5 separate regions of the Sus scrofa genome follow, and regions 1, 2, 3 and 5 are each linked to region 4. The links are chromatin contacts, called in public HiChIP or PLAC-seq and promoter capture Hi-C maps. All regions are on one chromosome and are shown on one strand. Each heading gives the region's core, a stretch centred on a gene start, on an enhancer-like site or on the middle of the called end of the contact. The rest is flanking DNA. Distances are from core to core; before and after follow the strand shown. Region 1 holds the start of VPS25 (vacuolar protein-sorting-associated protein 25). Region 2 holds the start of PSME3 (proteasome activator subunit 3). Region 3 holds the start of STAT5A (signal transducer and activator of transcription 5A). Region 4 holds the start of COASY (Coenzyme A synthase). Region 5 holds the start of STAT3 (signal transducer and activator of transcription 3).

Region 1 (2,700 bases), core at 20-2,519, 170 kb after region 4:
GGGAGAGGAGAGATTAGGACTGACTCCAGCTTTGAACTGAGTTACTAGGACAATGGTGGAAGTAATAATAATTTTTAAAAGCCCATTAGGAGGAGAAGCTGGCCTGAGAAAAGGATGTATAATATGAGGTAACAATGGAACAGCTGTGATGTACTACAGAGAGTTAGAAATGGGAGTGGTGGTGGGAATGCTGGTGGTAGAAAGGGATTGGAGCTAGAAGTATAGGTTTAAGAGTCTCCTGCACATAAATGCCATATGAAGCCATGCGAGGGATGAGAGTTCTCAGAGAGGTGTACTGAAGAAGGCTGACATTCTTAGGAAATAACTACATTTAAACAATGATGGAAAAAGAGCATGAAGGGAAAGATCAGAAAGACAGTAACAGAAAAGGATAAAACAGTGCCATGGGAGCAAACGGGATGATGCCCTTTGAGAGAACATCATCTATTGAATGGTGGACCAGGAATTGTACACAATGAAGGATGGACTTTGATGGAGGAGATATTAGAGATCAGACAGGAAATTAAGAGGCTGGTAGAGGGAAGGAAACTCCATCTTTCCAAGGAGAGATGACTGCATGTTTGTAGACTAGAGGAGAGGAGCTAGGGGAAAGGGAAAAAGGGAAGATGAAGAGAAGTCCTGGAGGAAATTGGAAAGGAGAGGCAAGAAGATGCCAAAGGGTTGGGCTTATAAAGGAAGAGTGACACTTCCTCCTTTGAGTCCAAAAAGGAGCAAGGTGGAGAGGAATTTTTGAGAGATGAATTGTGTTAGGTGACAGAGAGGAAAGATTAAGGAGTTCACCTGTATGGATTTAATCTCACAAAAATAGAAGGGAAGGGCATTCTGCAGGGACACAGGAGATGAGAACAGGTGGAATGGCTTGATGGATGTGGAAAAGTTTGAAGAGTCACCTTGAAGAATGTGACAGGGAGTCAATAAAAGACAAAGTATCACTGGGGTGCATTGATTACCCAGCAGCGAGGTTAGTCAGGGAATCTGGGCTCAGTCATCAGGTTCTGGTGTTTGTTTTTTTTTTTTTTCCCCAGTAATACTCCTGGGCCAAGGTGTGAAAAAAAGGTCGTGGGGCAGGTGGGCAAGAATCAACAACTCTGGTTTGAAGTTCTCTGGATGGCAAATGGGTTTAAGGATCCTGCGTTGTCACTGCAGCTTAGGTGACTGCTGTGGTGCAGGTTCGATCCCTGGCCTGAGAACTTCCACAAGTCACTGGCAGAGCCAAAAACAAAACAAAACAAACAAACTCTGGTTTGGAAACTGAGCAGGAGGTAAGCAGGCAAGGGGACAGAATTGAGTAGTCTAGGCTGGGCAAAGAGTCGGGTCCAGAGACTTGAGACTAGATAGGTGAAGAAGTGGGAGAGTTGTGAGAGGGGTGGCTGTGGTCAAATATGGCAGCTCTGAGTCATGGAATCAGAGCCGTTTCCAGTGATAAAAGCTACAAATGTGCTCCTGGAGAATGATGGAGTGGAAAGAAAAAGGAATTGAGGAGAATGGGGAATTGCGAGGCGTTTAGCTTAAATGACACAAAAGTTAATATTAAAAGAAACCTAGCGAGTATTAACACTCTGGAGACCTGGGTTCTACTTGCAGTTCTACTATGCCTCTTTTGGGGAAGTCACTACCCTTCTCTAAGGCAGAATGAGAAAACTCCTCAGGGCTCTTTCTGATCTAGACAGCAAGGATTTGGGGGATAATGGCAAGGAACCAGCAGGGACGCCCGGAACCTTTCTGCTATGCTTTCTACCCGGACGAGTCGGGGAGGAGACCGGAAGTCCTTTGCCGCCGGGTTCCGGGGTTCCTGGGCTACTACGATGGCGATGAGTTTCGAGTGGCCGTGGCAGTATCGCTTCCCGCCCTTCTTTACGTGAGGCTCAGACCCCGAGAAGCCCCGCCGGGCCTCCCTCCCCTCCCCTGGACCCCGGGCTCAGCCCTGATGCTTCAAACGGGGAGGGGGAGAACGGACCCGATCGCCACTACCCGCAGTCCCTCACTTTCTCCCTAAAACGCGCCTCCGGCAAGCGCCGCCGGTCGCCCTCTCACGTCCTCTAATTCTTTGCCCCACCCGCTTCACCCGGTAGGTTGCAACCGAACGTGGACACTCGGCAGAAGCAGCTGGCCGCCTGGTGCTCTCTGGTCCTGTCCTTCTGCCGCCTGCACAAACAGTCCAGCATGACGGTGATGGAAGCTCAGGAGAGCCCGCTTTTCAACAACGTGAAGCTACAGCGTATCCTCCCTCAGGCTCTTCCACAGCCCACACACATGCACTTCCACACTTCCCTACATGCCCAGACTTCACACCCTCTTCACCCACAGAAGGCAGGTTCCCACCCAAACTGGACTTGGGAAAGAGCCAGTCTGTGCAGCTGACATCCATTTTTCCTCCAACTCCAACCCAAATGCAGTGCCAAGTGCTCTTGTCCTAGGCAGTGAGTACCCAGGTGTCATTCAGATCTTACATTTTCTGCCCGGAAGCCAAGTACCAAGTTTATCAACCTGAGCCTTTTTGACTCGTTGAATCTTCTGTCTTCCTCTGTATGAGGCTCAAACTCTGGCATTACCTTTAGTAATTTTCTCCACCTACTCTTCTCATCCCAGGAAGTAAGGGTCATTTGCTTTAGCTGCCTGATTCATCCCTAAAATATCTGGAGAACAGCTGAGGAAGGAGAGAGGTCAGAGGATGAGAAA
Region 2 (2,700 bases), core at 88-2,587, 230 kb after region 4:
CCGAAAGACCTATTCTTCCAGTTTTCCCATAGCACAGAGTGCCTCACTCCTGGTTTCCACCCTGAGCTCTGCTTAGTGGGTTCTGCAGGTCAGCAGCTGCCATGGCTCATGGTTTAATCCACGTAGAGGCAGATGGCAAGTAACCGTAAATGCGAAACTCCAGTTCACAAGATTTAACTTACATAAGTGACTCACATTATATTTCTAGCCTCTGAGACACTGCTGTCCCAGAGCCTACTCCGATTTGTTGTGCGAAATAACCAATGCTATAAGACAGATGAATGGGTGAATTAAGACAGACAGCCTGGGGAGTTCCCACTGTGTGCAACTGGTTAAGTATCTGGCCTTGTTACTACAGAGGCTCCATTCCCTGCGGTCTCCAGGGTTCAATCCCAGGCCCAGGAACTTCCACCTGCCTCCGGTGGGTGGGGGGCGGGGCTGGGCGACAAAAAGTCGGGTAGGGGGGAATACAGTCTCCGCCTTCCACGAGGAAAATGGATACAGCATTGCCCTAGAAGTTAGGAGATGTGAGTTCTGGACTTGGATATACTGTAAACACTGTGTAGCCTAGGACAAGCACCGCCAGACTACAGGCATCAATTTGTCCATACATCTGGCACTTGATCTCTGAGGTCTAGGAGTAAGCGGCTAAATGGCAGAGAAAGGCGGGGAAGCCTGGTACAACAGGACTTGTTTCCTATCAGGCTCCAACCTAACATGAGAGCTTGGACCAAGAGGAGGAGACAGCAGGAATCAGAGACTAGACGCCCCGAACCCAGCGCGGGTACCACCGGCTTCCTCGGGCCGACGTCACCGGGGCGCGACGGCGTCTTCTGTCGGGTCCCCCACTCCAGGCAGCAGCGCCTCCGACGGTCCCTTCGGTGAAGGTGAGTGCCGGAATAACAGAGAGGCAAACGGTCCTCGAGTCTCTCTGAGACTCCGATCTCACTCCACCACCCTCTGCTGCCCTCCCTTTTACTTCACCCTTATCGGGCACAGGAGCCGAGAGATAGGAGCAGAGCTACCATCGTTCAGAGCCGAACCTCAGCGCGGCTGCGCAGGGCACGTGCACATCCTCTCGGAGTCCCGGCGATTGGCTGTGACGTAACTTCCGGTGTGAGCGGCGAAAGCCGGGAGGGCGAGCGAGAGAGAGCAGGCAGCAGGCAGCAGGCGGGCGGACGGACGGCACGAAGGGAGGGAGCAAGTGAGCAGTGAGTGGGCCAGCGAGAGCGGCCGCGTCCCGAGAGCAGCCGAGATTCCTCCCGTCCCTCTGACCCTCTCCCCGGAGCCCACAGCGCCTCCGGTCTCCAGCGGAGCGGACACGGCCCGGCCCGGCCATGGCCTCGTTGCTGAAGGTGGATCAGGAAGTAAAGCTCAAGGTAGGGGTACGGTCCGGGCTTCCTTACTCCTTGCTTCGATCCTCGAGCTGTCTGACTGGCTCCCTACTCCCCATGGCGTCTTTGTCTCCCTGGGGACACCAGCCCTGAGCTTCCGCTCGGCTCAGCCCAGCCCCCCACTCCCAGAGATGGCATCGGGGGAGACGCTACTATGGGGTGGCCTTCTGTACCCTGTCTAATGGTGGAGAGCCCCGGGGAGACTTCCGCGGACACGTGGTGGACTTAGTGCTTTAGGCCAGTGACAGCTGGAAGTCCCCCCAGCCCAGCAACGTCCCCATCTCTGGGCGCTGCTACTGCCCCTGCCCTTGGCGTCAGGCCTGCCTCACATCCTAGGCCAGGTTTGTATGGGGGTTGACATGTTTGTGAGCTCACGCCTCTCCCATCTACCTGTCTTTTGTCTGCTTTCAAATTCAGACAAGCTACAGACAAAGGGAGGGAGGGAGGGAAGACAGGTGGGTGCTGCCCTCCAGCCCCGCTTCCCTCTCCTGAGATGGAGAAATGGATCCTTAAAAAAATAAAGTATTTGCAGTCTGGGGGCCTCTCAGCTTCTCATTACAATTACAAGGTGAGGGAAAGACAGTTGGATTTGGGTTTCCCCATCCTGCCCATACTTCTCTTGCCAGGTACTGACTTGCTCTTACTGAATTGCTTTCTTTGTTAATTTTAGGTTGATTCTTTCAGGGAGCGGATTACAAGTGAGGTGAGTGAAAGAAGTAGAAAATCGAGCATTGGTTAATGGTTGGGAGTTCTCCAGAGAAGAGATGTCTGTAGAGACAGACCTTCCCTCAGTTACTAATTCAGCTATATTTTCCCTCATCTTTAGGCAGAAGACTTGGTGGCAAATTTTTTCCCAAAGAAATTGTTAGAACTTGATAGTTTTTTGAAGGTGAGAGACCCTTTTCTTTTCCTCAGAGTCCCCAGTTTTTTTGGCCCTGGTCTTTCTGTCAAATGGGACAAATGACGTGTTGATTCTATCTTGTTTTGTGCTGTAAAGCCGTCTTCATATGTTGCCCTTGAAATGAAATACTTCTTTGTTCATTTTGAAAAGACTGATGTTTTGGGGGTGGGCGTCTCTTTTCAGGAGCCAATCCTAAACATCCATGACCTAACTCAGATCCACTCAGACATGAATCTCCCAGTCCCTGACCCCATTCTTCTCACCAATAGCCATGATGGACTGGACGGTGTAAGTATCCTGTATTTATCTCTGTGTGTGTGCCGAAGCAGTAGGCGCTCTGTCCTCAAGTCTCTGGTCAGCTTGAACGTGTACAGGGGTACAGGGGACAGTGGGATTTGGATCTGG
Region 3 (2,700 bases), core at 151-2,650, 240 kb before region 4:
CCCAGATGCCCAGATGGGGATGCATGGCAAGAGTAATCCTCTGCATGCCAGATGCGGCTCAGAAGACTTGGAGACCCACGGGATCTGCTCCCATTGACTGACTTCGCCACCTGCTCACAGTGACAGGCTGGAGTGCCCAGGTGCCAAGTAGGGCCCACTCACCGTGCGGCAGTGGGTTTGGATCTGCCACTGACAGTCCTCCTGACACTGGCCAAGTCAATTCCCCTCTCCAGCCTCTGTTTCCCCGTTTGTAAAATCATCTTTTCGGTTGTTTCCAGTGCTGACACTTGACTGTCATTCCAGGTGACTCCCTGGCTGTGTGTCGGACCCTCCTCTGGCCAAATCTGTTGCACAGAGGAGGGGAAGAAGGGGTGAGGGGGTAGCATGTTCCCTCATCCCTAGAGCAGGGTTTCCCCAATCCTTTTTGAACCCCTTTACCATTTCAATTTCTCTCCCCATGGTCCTACCAACTGAGACTGCGACCACACATGGAGTGTGTGTGGCGGGGGTGGATCTGCAGCTTTAAACTTCTAGTGGTCTCTGAAATAAAAGAATGAAAACGGGGAGTTCCTGTTGTGGTTCAGCGGTAATGAGCCTGACTAGTATCCATGAGGACGATCCCTGGCCCCACTCAGTTGGTTAAGGATCCGGTGTTGCCATGAGCTGTGGTGTAGGTCACAGATGCAGCTTGGATCCCGAGTTGCTGTGGCTCTGGCATAGGGTGGCAGTTACAGCTCCATTTTGCCCCCTAGCCTGGGAACTTCCATATGCCATAGGTGCAGCCCTAAAAAGCAAAAAGAAAAAGAAAAAAGAAAAGAAACTGGGGGAAGTAGTGAGTGGTGAGAAGATGGATGGGTGTGGGATGGGGGAGGGAATAGAGAGAAAAGGGCAGATCCAAGAAGGAATTAGGGAGGGAGGGAGGGAGGGAGAGGAGAATGATTCCCCCCAGGACACAAGGTCTTGGCCCAGCCAGCTGTGAGTGGGCAGCCAGGCTGGCCCCTCCCTTGATGCTGCCAATACCAGCTGCCAGGCAGAGGGGAGGCCCCAGAGGAGAGGGAAGCTGGGTAAAGGGAATGGAAGGCTTCCAGGGCCACCTTGCCCAACTCCACACGCTCCGCAGAGGGGCGCTCAGGGAGGGGGCTGTGAGCCAGGCAAGGCTCAGGGAGGGTGTTCCCTGTTGTGGCCAGGCCTAGAGGCAGTGGGGAGCTTGTGAGGAGGATTCAAGACGGCCTTCCCTGGACTTTCTGAAGATAGGACCAGCCTCAGATGTGACTGGGCTCGCGTGAACTGAGGGCCAGGATCACGCACGGATCATAGTCTGCGGATCAGGCCACGTGCCCACGGTGGGACCCCTTCCCCGCTCTGCACTCCACTTCTCATCTGCAAAATGTCAGGGGGTTGAGCATTTGACTGCCAGGGTTCGTTCTTGTTTCTACTGCAGCGGGTGAGTGCACGGTGGTGGGAGTGGTGGAAGGAGGGTGATGGGGCCCTCTGAGTGAGCTGGCTTCTCTGGAATCCCCAGTCTTTCCCCTGGCCAGGGCTTCGCCACTGAGATCACAAAAGCTGCGTCCCCAACCCACGTAAACACACACGCGTGCGCGCGCGCGCGCGCACACACACACACACACACACACACACATTAAAATTTTGAGTCTAGAGATTCAAGAGGTGACATAAGCTGGGGCTGCAGGCATCTCCAGCCGGTCCAACCCTTCCCTCCTCCCTTTTTACAGATGCGAAAACTGAGGCTGTGCTTTGGAATTTCCAGAGCCCGGGATTTCCCAGCCCTCCCACCCCCATCCTCCAGCCACCGCTTCGCCTCTTGCCCAGCACGGGCCGCGGCCGCTCCGCGGGGCCGCAAGCGAGGGCAGGCTGGGACTCCCGGGGGGACCCCGCCGTCGGGGCAGCCCCCACGCCCGGCGCCGCCCCGCCTCGCCTCGCCGCCTGAGGCCCGGGGAGCCAGCCACCGAGGGCGGAGGCAGGGAGAAAGCGACCGAGGCTGGGAGGGGTGGTAGCGAGAGCTCGCGCGCTGTGTATGGTCTATCAGAGGCAGCTGACCTTTGAGGAGGAAATCGCTGCTCTCTGCGCCTTCCTGTAGTAACAGCCGCTGCCGCCGCCGCCGCCGCCTCCGCCGCCGCCGCCAGGAGCCCGGGCCGGGAGCGAACGCCGGCCCCGCTGCCGGACGGCTCGGCGCGACCAGGTGGGTGGCCCGGCCGCGCGTCCCCGGCGGCGCGCGCCGAGAGGGGGCACTCGGCTGCTGCCCGGGCCCCCGCGCTCCGGGCCCCGGAGCCCGACAGCCGGCGGCGGCGTGCCGGGAACCGTCCCCGGGACCGAGAGGGAGTTTCGGCGCAGCGCTCAGCGCGGACGGGAGACGGGGGACGCAGAGGGAGGGAGGGGTCGAGGGTGGGCGCCGTCCCCGCCCGCATGGGCAGGGGGCGCTGTCGGACCGGCCAGAGGGAGACCGCGGGCACAGCTCAGGGGGTCGCAGCCCCAGAGAGGGAGCGTCTGCTTCCCCGGCTCTCGCCCCTTCGCGACCCCAGCCATGGGCCCGCCGTGACGGAGCCGTCCAGTGGGAACCGTCGGTGGCGTGGCCCTCACTTTGGGCCAGAATATCCCCGGTTCCCAGAAACGGGGACTCAGGAGTTCGAGGCAGGGGAGGGGGATTCTTGCAGCCTTCCCTAGAGGGCCCGTGGGCCTCCG
Region 4 (2,700 bases), core at 185-2,684:
GTCACATATACTGTCCATGTTTATCACTGCCCTCTCAAGGCTGTGTCCTTGAAACAGCTCCCACTGTGGGAATGGTGGGCAGACCACCTTTCAAGGACAGGGGAGGCGTGAGTAGCCTCTGGCTGCCCATGTCCAGCTCAAGGCTGAACTGGCGGTCATGTCCACCAGATGACCTCCTCGAACAGTGACTCTGCAGGCATATGAGACTGTGTGTCCATATGTCTCAGGGAATTTCCTGAAAGTGTGCAGTTTGCGTCTTCAATTGGGTCCTGTAAAACTCAGCTTAAGATATCTTTGCGAAAATTGTGGTCTCAGAGTTCCCTCGTGCCTCACCACATTAAGGATCCAGCATTGTCACTGCTGTGACTTGGGTCAGTGCTGTGGCCTGGCTTCGATCCCTGGCCCGGGAACTTCCACATGCCACAGGCAAGGCAAAAAAAAAAAAGAAAAAAAGCTTGGCCTCAAGTCCTTAAGTCCTTATAACTCTTCCATCCTTGACTCTAGGATTAGATCCAGGTTCTGTGGGGCCAGAGGCATATACATTTGGGGAGACCTCTTTAGGAATAATACAAAAAAAAAAAACAAAAAACAAAAACAAAATTAAGTATGAAAGTGAGCATTTATTTAGTTTGGGAAAATAAACCACAGCACATTACTGCAATTTCCCAGATGGCAACTTGGCTTTGCTTCTCGAGGACGACTGCCAATTCCACCCTCTCCAGCGCTCATTAGGTAAACCCTTGCCACTAAGTCTCTCCTTTCTCCTGTTCACAAGGTCTACCTTCTGGCAGCTCTACTGAGCTCCCACACAGAGCTTTCCTGCTATTATCTCTGGAAAACTGGCGTATCACTAACTCTGGGTGATGTGGGGAGTACTGCACGGGAGCCACGGCACATGACCTCGGTCCTCACCTCCCTAAATATCCCTGGAACATACAGGACCTCAATTTCTCCATCTGTGAAACTGGGTGGTGGCACAGGGGTGTGTGTGGGGGGGACGGTTCTGTGATCTCGCACATGAGGATCCTAGACTGGGAGGACGCCAGTCGCTGGGCTGGGGACACCAAGCCCTAATTTAAGTACTACCCTATAACCTCCACCGCCGTCCCCGCGATTTATTAAGAGGGGAAGCCAGTTGTTAGTTCTACTTTAGCCGCTGTCTCCTGGGTGACCTAGCTAAAGCCAGTCTCTTCTCTCAGAGTCTGAAGGGCACCCGTGAAACGGGCTTTCCAGCCGACCTTGCTCTATTAGTCCAGGCACGTCAGATTCTCTAAATGTGGTCTCACGCCACCTCCCAACTACCGAGCTCCGCCTCTCTGCAAAGGCAGGCGCCCCGCTCCATGAAAAATCTCGCGAGAATCCCTCGACTCACCAAAGTTGAGATTTTTGGCCTTTTCCAGGTTCCGTAGCTCGGAGTCGCAGCGCCGGAACTAGTGTTAACGGGTCGCGGCGGGGGAAGACTCCGCGGTGGTGCACGCGGAACCAAAGTCCGGAGGTCTCAGTAAGTAGGGGACCGACCCGAACCTCAGCGGCCCCCTCTAGTCCCCTCCTCCGATTCCTTGAAGATATTGGTGATTATCAAGAGCGCCCAGGATTTCTGAATCCCCAGCCTAATGACTTAGCAGCTCCTGCCTATTTCACTCCTCCCAAGTTTTCGATTCAATTCTGCGAATTCACTGCTCCATCTGAGTTGATAAACCGAGATTTAGAGCGTAGCCCCGAGGCGCCGTTTCCTGGGCCCTGTCCCCTCCCCCGGGTCTCTCTCAGTCCGCCCTGAGACCCCGTCCCTGGTCCAAGTCCCCTCTCTTAGGTCCACGTCCCTCCTCTTAGGTCCAGGTCCCCCAGTTGTCTTCGGCCTCAGCCACATAGCTCTCAGTCACCCTCGCCTTGTCTCCTTGACCGTCCACAGGCCGGGCCATCATGGCTGTATTCCGATCGGGCCTCCTGGTGCTGACAACGCCGCTGGCCTCCCTGGTCCCTCGCCTGGCCCCCATCCTGACCTCGGCGGCCCGGCTTGTGAATCACACGCTCTATGTACACCTGCAGCCCGGCATGAACCTGGGGGGCCCGGCTCAGCCCCAGTCTAGCCCCGTGCAGGCCACATTTGAAGTTATCGATTTCATCACGCACCTCTATGCTGGCGCCGATCTCCACAGGCACCTGGACGTCAGAATTTTGCTGACCAATATCCGAACCAAGAGCTTTCTCCCTCCCCTGCCTAGCTCGGTCCAGAACCTGGCCCACCCACCGGAAGTAGTGCTGACTGACTTCCAGACCCTGGATGGAAGCCAGTACAACCCGGTCAAGCAACAGCTAGAGCGTTATGCCACCAGCTGTTACAGCTGTTGTCCGCAGCTGTCTTCGGTGCTGCTATACCCCGATTATGGGCCCGGAATGCTGCCTGTGCAGCCCCTAGATGTCCCTTTACCCTCCACCATCAGGCCGGCCTCCCCCGTGGCCAGGTCTGCAAAGCAACCAGTGCGTGGCCACCAGCGAGGGGCTGTAGGTGGCACCTTTGACCGCCTACACAATGCCCACAAAGTGTTGCTCAGTGTGGCCTGCATCCTAGCCCAGGAGCAGCTTGTGGTGGGAGTGGCAGACAAAGACCTGTTGAAGAGTGAGTGAGAGAGACCCTGGATTAGGGCAGTTTTACCCCCACCCCACCCCCAACCCCAGGCCAAGACTGAGGAAGAGTAGGGT
Region 5 (2,700 bases), core at 57-2,556, 140 kb before region 4:
AATAAACATACCCTTTAGATGCACACCCCCAAAAAACCAGCAGATACACATTATATACATTTTTAATAAGGGTTAACACTATCCATCCAATTTGTATAACACAGAGGGATGTGGACTAAACATGGAGAAAATGACTTCATGTTGGTTTGAATCTTGCTAACCGAAATGCAACCACACCCCCCAAACACAGGTAAAGTTTGCACACTTGGTTCTGCCAAGGCCAGCCTGTCTTTGTTTCCCTCTTCTCTGCATTTACCCAAGACCTTGGCTCTGAGACAGAAAACTCCCACTCTCGATTGGTTCATTCCGGCCTATGCAATTAAGCAACACCACAATCCAGTAAACGCAAGGGCTCAATTATTTATCTTTTGGCCAAGTTTACCAGGTGTTTATAAAAGAACAATGCCAGGAGGAAAAAGGTTTATTTCTCTCTAGAGTTGGTTTGATGGGGGTTTTATTTTGTTGGGTTTTTTTTAAGAAGGGGGAGGAGAGAAACACGATTTAACCTAGAAAAAGACGAGAGGGAGTTTAGAAAGAGAACGAGATTGTCAATTTCCCTACAGGAAACTTGATTCTTATGCAATAACCCTAACCATGAACAACCAGCCCGTGAGGCTGGAGGAGGAAGACACCTATTCCTACCTCTCCAGGGGGGCACAGCTGGATCCTACAGGAGCGGGAACTGGACAAGACGGAGGAAGTGGCTCAGCCGGAGCCGCCGGGCCCGGCCGGGGGGGCGGGGAGGAGGCGCTTGCCAACCCACCCCTCCGTGATCTTCGCCAGCATGACAGTCGCTCCTGCGGCCGGAACGTCCCCAGAGCCCCAAGGAGCAGGAAGTCGGGGGCTGTCCCTCACTCCTGCCACCGCCACTCTAGAGTGCCCTGGCCCCAATGGTCCTCCCCCTCGAGCCCCTTCTCACTCTTCCACCGCGTCTCCTCTTTCTCCAAAGAATGAAAACTTCCTTCCAGCGTACCCTGTCCCTTCAGAGGCCGACTCCTGTCATCCTGGGAACGACCCTTCAGAACGACCCTCCCGGTCTCTTCGTATCCCCTCTGCCCTACTGAAGCTTCTGTCCACTACTCCCTCAAACACCCCAGAGCATCTCAGCCCTTCTGGCACCCACCCCTGGATCCCCGGCCCGGAGGCCGTCGCCCGGGGAGGGGGGGGGCGGCCCCACCCTTAACCCCCTTCACCTGCTGCTCCGGCTGAGGCCCGACTGGCCGGGGCTGCGCTTGCGCCGGGGTGCGGGCCGCAGGGCTCCCTCAGGCCGCAGAGTCTCCCCTATTAGACACGGGGAGAGCGCCAAGTAGGGGTGCTCGTCAAGGATCCTGTTCGGGCTCGCTCCCTCCGCGGCGACGTCGGAACCCCAGGCTCCCCCTCCCGGTCTACGCCGCCGCAGCTCCGGAAACCGCTGAATTACAGCCCCTCCAGCCAATCCCCGCCCAGCCCCCGCCTGGCCTGGGCACTCCGCTCATGCATTATTCATGAGACGACCAGTTTTCTCTGCCACACAGAGGCCCTGGTGAATGTACTGTATCTCCGAAGCCCCACCCACTTGCCAATGAGGAGAGCTCCTTGGAGAAGGGGCGGAGCCAACACAAGGCCGGGAACGCCCCTGTACTGGCTGTTCCGAGGGCTCACTGCTACTCCCTCCGCAACAGTAAGGGAAGAGCCAAGGCCTTGGGCTGAGAGACCCGGAGGGAGGGAAGAAAGATGACCGGAATGTCCTGCTGAAAACTCAGCTGAGTTCCTGGCAGTGTGTGACGTCAAGACACTTTAAATGCCCCTGATGCGGCTCTCTTTTGCCTACTCTCCCTTTTCCCGGCCCTTGGCACCACGTGGGGGTGAGTTAGGAGCCACTTACCACGTGGGAATCAGCCAGTTAAACAGTACCCAGGTATCGCCAGATACTCTAAGACCTCAACGGCTGAATTGGGTTTTTGGGGACAGCCAAAAGAACATGGGTGACTCCCGCCTGCTTTGAACCTCAGTTTCTGCGTGAGTCGAGACACACACACCCGGAAACATGACGTGGAAGTAGAGTAATTACTAGAGTGCGTGGGGAGAGGGTAGTGGATTTAACCCCGTCCTCCGTTCCGTCTCTTCAAGCATCAAAGGCCAACACGACTCGCACATTGGCCTGTTCACGGGAATGCAGGAGACAGTACAGATAAAGAATGACACGTATACACATTGTTTTTATGTGTCTGAGTTGAAATACTTGAAATTGCGTGCCTTTATCTTTTTCGCCTGTCTACTTCGAGTGCAAGTTCTACTCCATTGAAACCAGTAGTTTATAGGAAATGTAGACATTTTATCTTGCATAATAGAGGATGTACTTTGCATAATAGAGGATTGTATGTATGTGCTGGTACAATCAGGGTTTTAAAAAATAACAGCTATTAGTGCTTATTTGTGTTTATTGTGTTTGTTTAGTACAAAGAGGTATTAAGATGAAATCCAAAAAGGGACCTTTTATCAGGTGTTCCCACCGTCCAGCGGAAATGAATCTGACTAGCATCCATGAGGAAGCAGGTTGGACCCCTGGCCTAGCTCAGTGTGTTAAGGATCCAGTGTTACCATGGGTTGTGGTACAGGTCGAAGACGTGGCTCTGATCTGGCATTGCTGTGGCTGTGGTGTAGGCCGGCGGCTGCAGCTCTGATTCAGCCCCTAGCCTGGGAACCTCCGAATGCCGCAGG

The links. Promoter capture Hi-C pulls out the DNA fragments that hold promoters and counts their contacts. HiChIP or PLAC-seq counts read pairs in DNA pulled down with a chosen protein or histone mark.
Region 1: a contact with region 4 is called in a promoter capture Hi-C map of liver, with 5 times the contacts expected there. The contact joins the promoter of VPS25 here to the promoter of COASY in region 4. A contact is called at or near these places in 2 of 5 promoter capture datasets (fetal liver and liver), 3 of 47 Hi-C or Micro-C datasets (blood, heart right ventricle and subcutaneous adipose tissue) and 2 of 2 datasets of contacts at active chromatin or transcription factors (alveolar macrophages and skeletal muscle).
Region 2: an H3K27ac HiChIP or PLAC-seq map of skeletal muscle shows a contact between it and region 4, with 6 times the contacts expected there. The contact joins the promoter of PSME3 here to the promoter of COASY in region 4. A contact is called at or near these places in 2 of 5 promoter capture datasets (fetal skeletal muscle and liver), 3 of 47 Hi-C or Micro-C datasets (embryonic fibroblasts and heart right ventricle) and 2 of 2 datasets of contacts at active chromatin or transcription factors (alveolar macrophages and skeletal muscle).
Region 3: an H3K27ac HiChIP or PLAC-seq map of alveolar macrophages shows a contact between it and region 4. The contact joins the promoter of STAT5A here to the promoter of COASY in region 4. A contact is called at or near these places in 1 of 5 promoter capture datasets (liver) and 2 of 2 datasets of contacts at active chromatin or transcription factors (alveolar macrophages and skeletal muscle).
Region 5: a contact with region 4 is called in an H3K27ac HiChIP or PLAC-seq map of alveolar macrophages. The contact joins the promoter of STAT3 here to the promoter of COASY in region 4. A contact is called at or near these places in 3 of 5 promoter capture datasets (fetal liver, fetal skeletal muscle and liver), 1 of 47 Hi-C or Micro-C datasets (liver) and 1 of 2 datasets of contacts at active chromatin or transcription factors (alveolar macrophages).

What each region holds. Positions count from the first base shown.
Region 1 is chr12:20,087,012-20,089,711 of Sscrofa11.1, reverse strand. VPS25 (vacuolar protein-sorting-associated protein 25) reads left to right here and starts at 1,269. Exons shown (of 7, transcript XR_002337103.1): 1 at 1,269-1,283; 2 at 1,688-1,879; 3 at 2,094-2,239.
Region 2 is chr12:20,033,983-20,036,682 of Sscrofa11.1, reverse strand. It overlaps PSME3 (proteasome activator subunit 3), which reads left to right and starts at 1,337. Exons shown (of 11, transcript NM_214348.1): 1 at 1,337-1,379; 2 at 2,065-2,097; 3 at 2,221-2,283; 4 at 2,479-2,583. The coding sequence starts at 1,338.
Region 3 is chr12:20,497,485-20,500,184 of Sscrofa11.1, reverse strand. It overlaps STAT5A (signal transducer and activator of transcription 5A), which reads left to right and starts at 1,400. Exons shown (of 19, transcript NM_214290.1): 1 at 1,400-1,444. It also overlaps a transcript of STAT5B not described here.
Region 4 is chr12:20,261,466-20,264,165 of Sscrofa11.1, reverse strand. It overlaps COASY (Coenzyme A synthase), which reads left to right and starts at 1,434. Exons shown (of 10, transcript NM_213789.1): 1 at 1,434-1,501; 2 at 1,910-2,617. The coding sequence starts at 1,921.
Region 5 is chr12:20,405,922-20,408,621 of Sscrofa11.1, reverse strand. STAT3 (signal transducer and activator of transcription 3) reads right to left here and starts at 1,306. Exons shown (of 25, transcript NM_001044580.1): 1 at 1,194-1,306.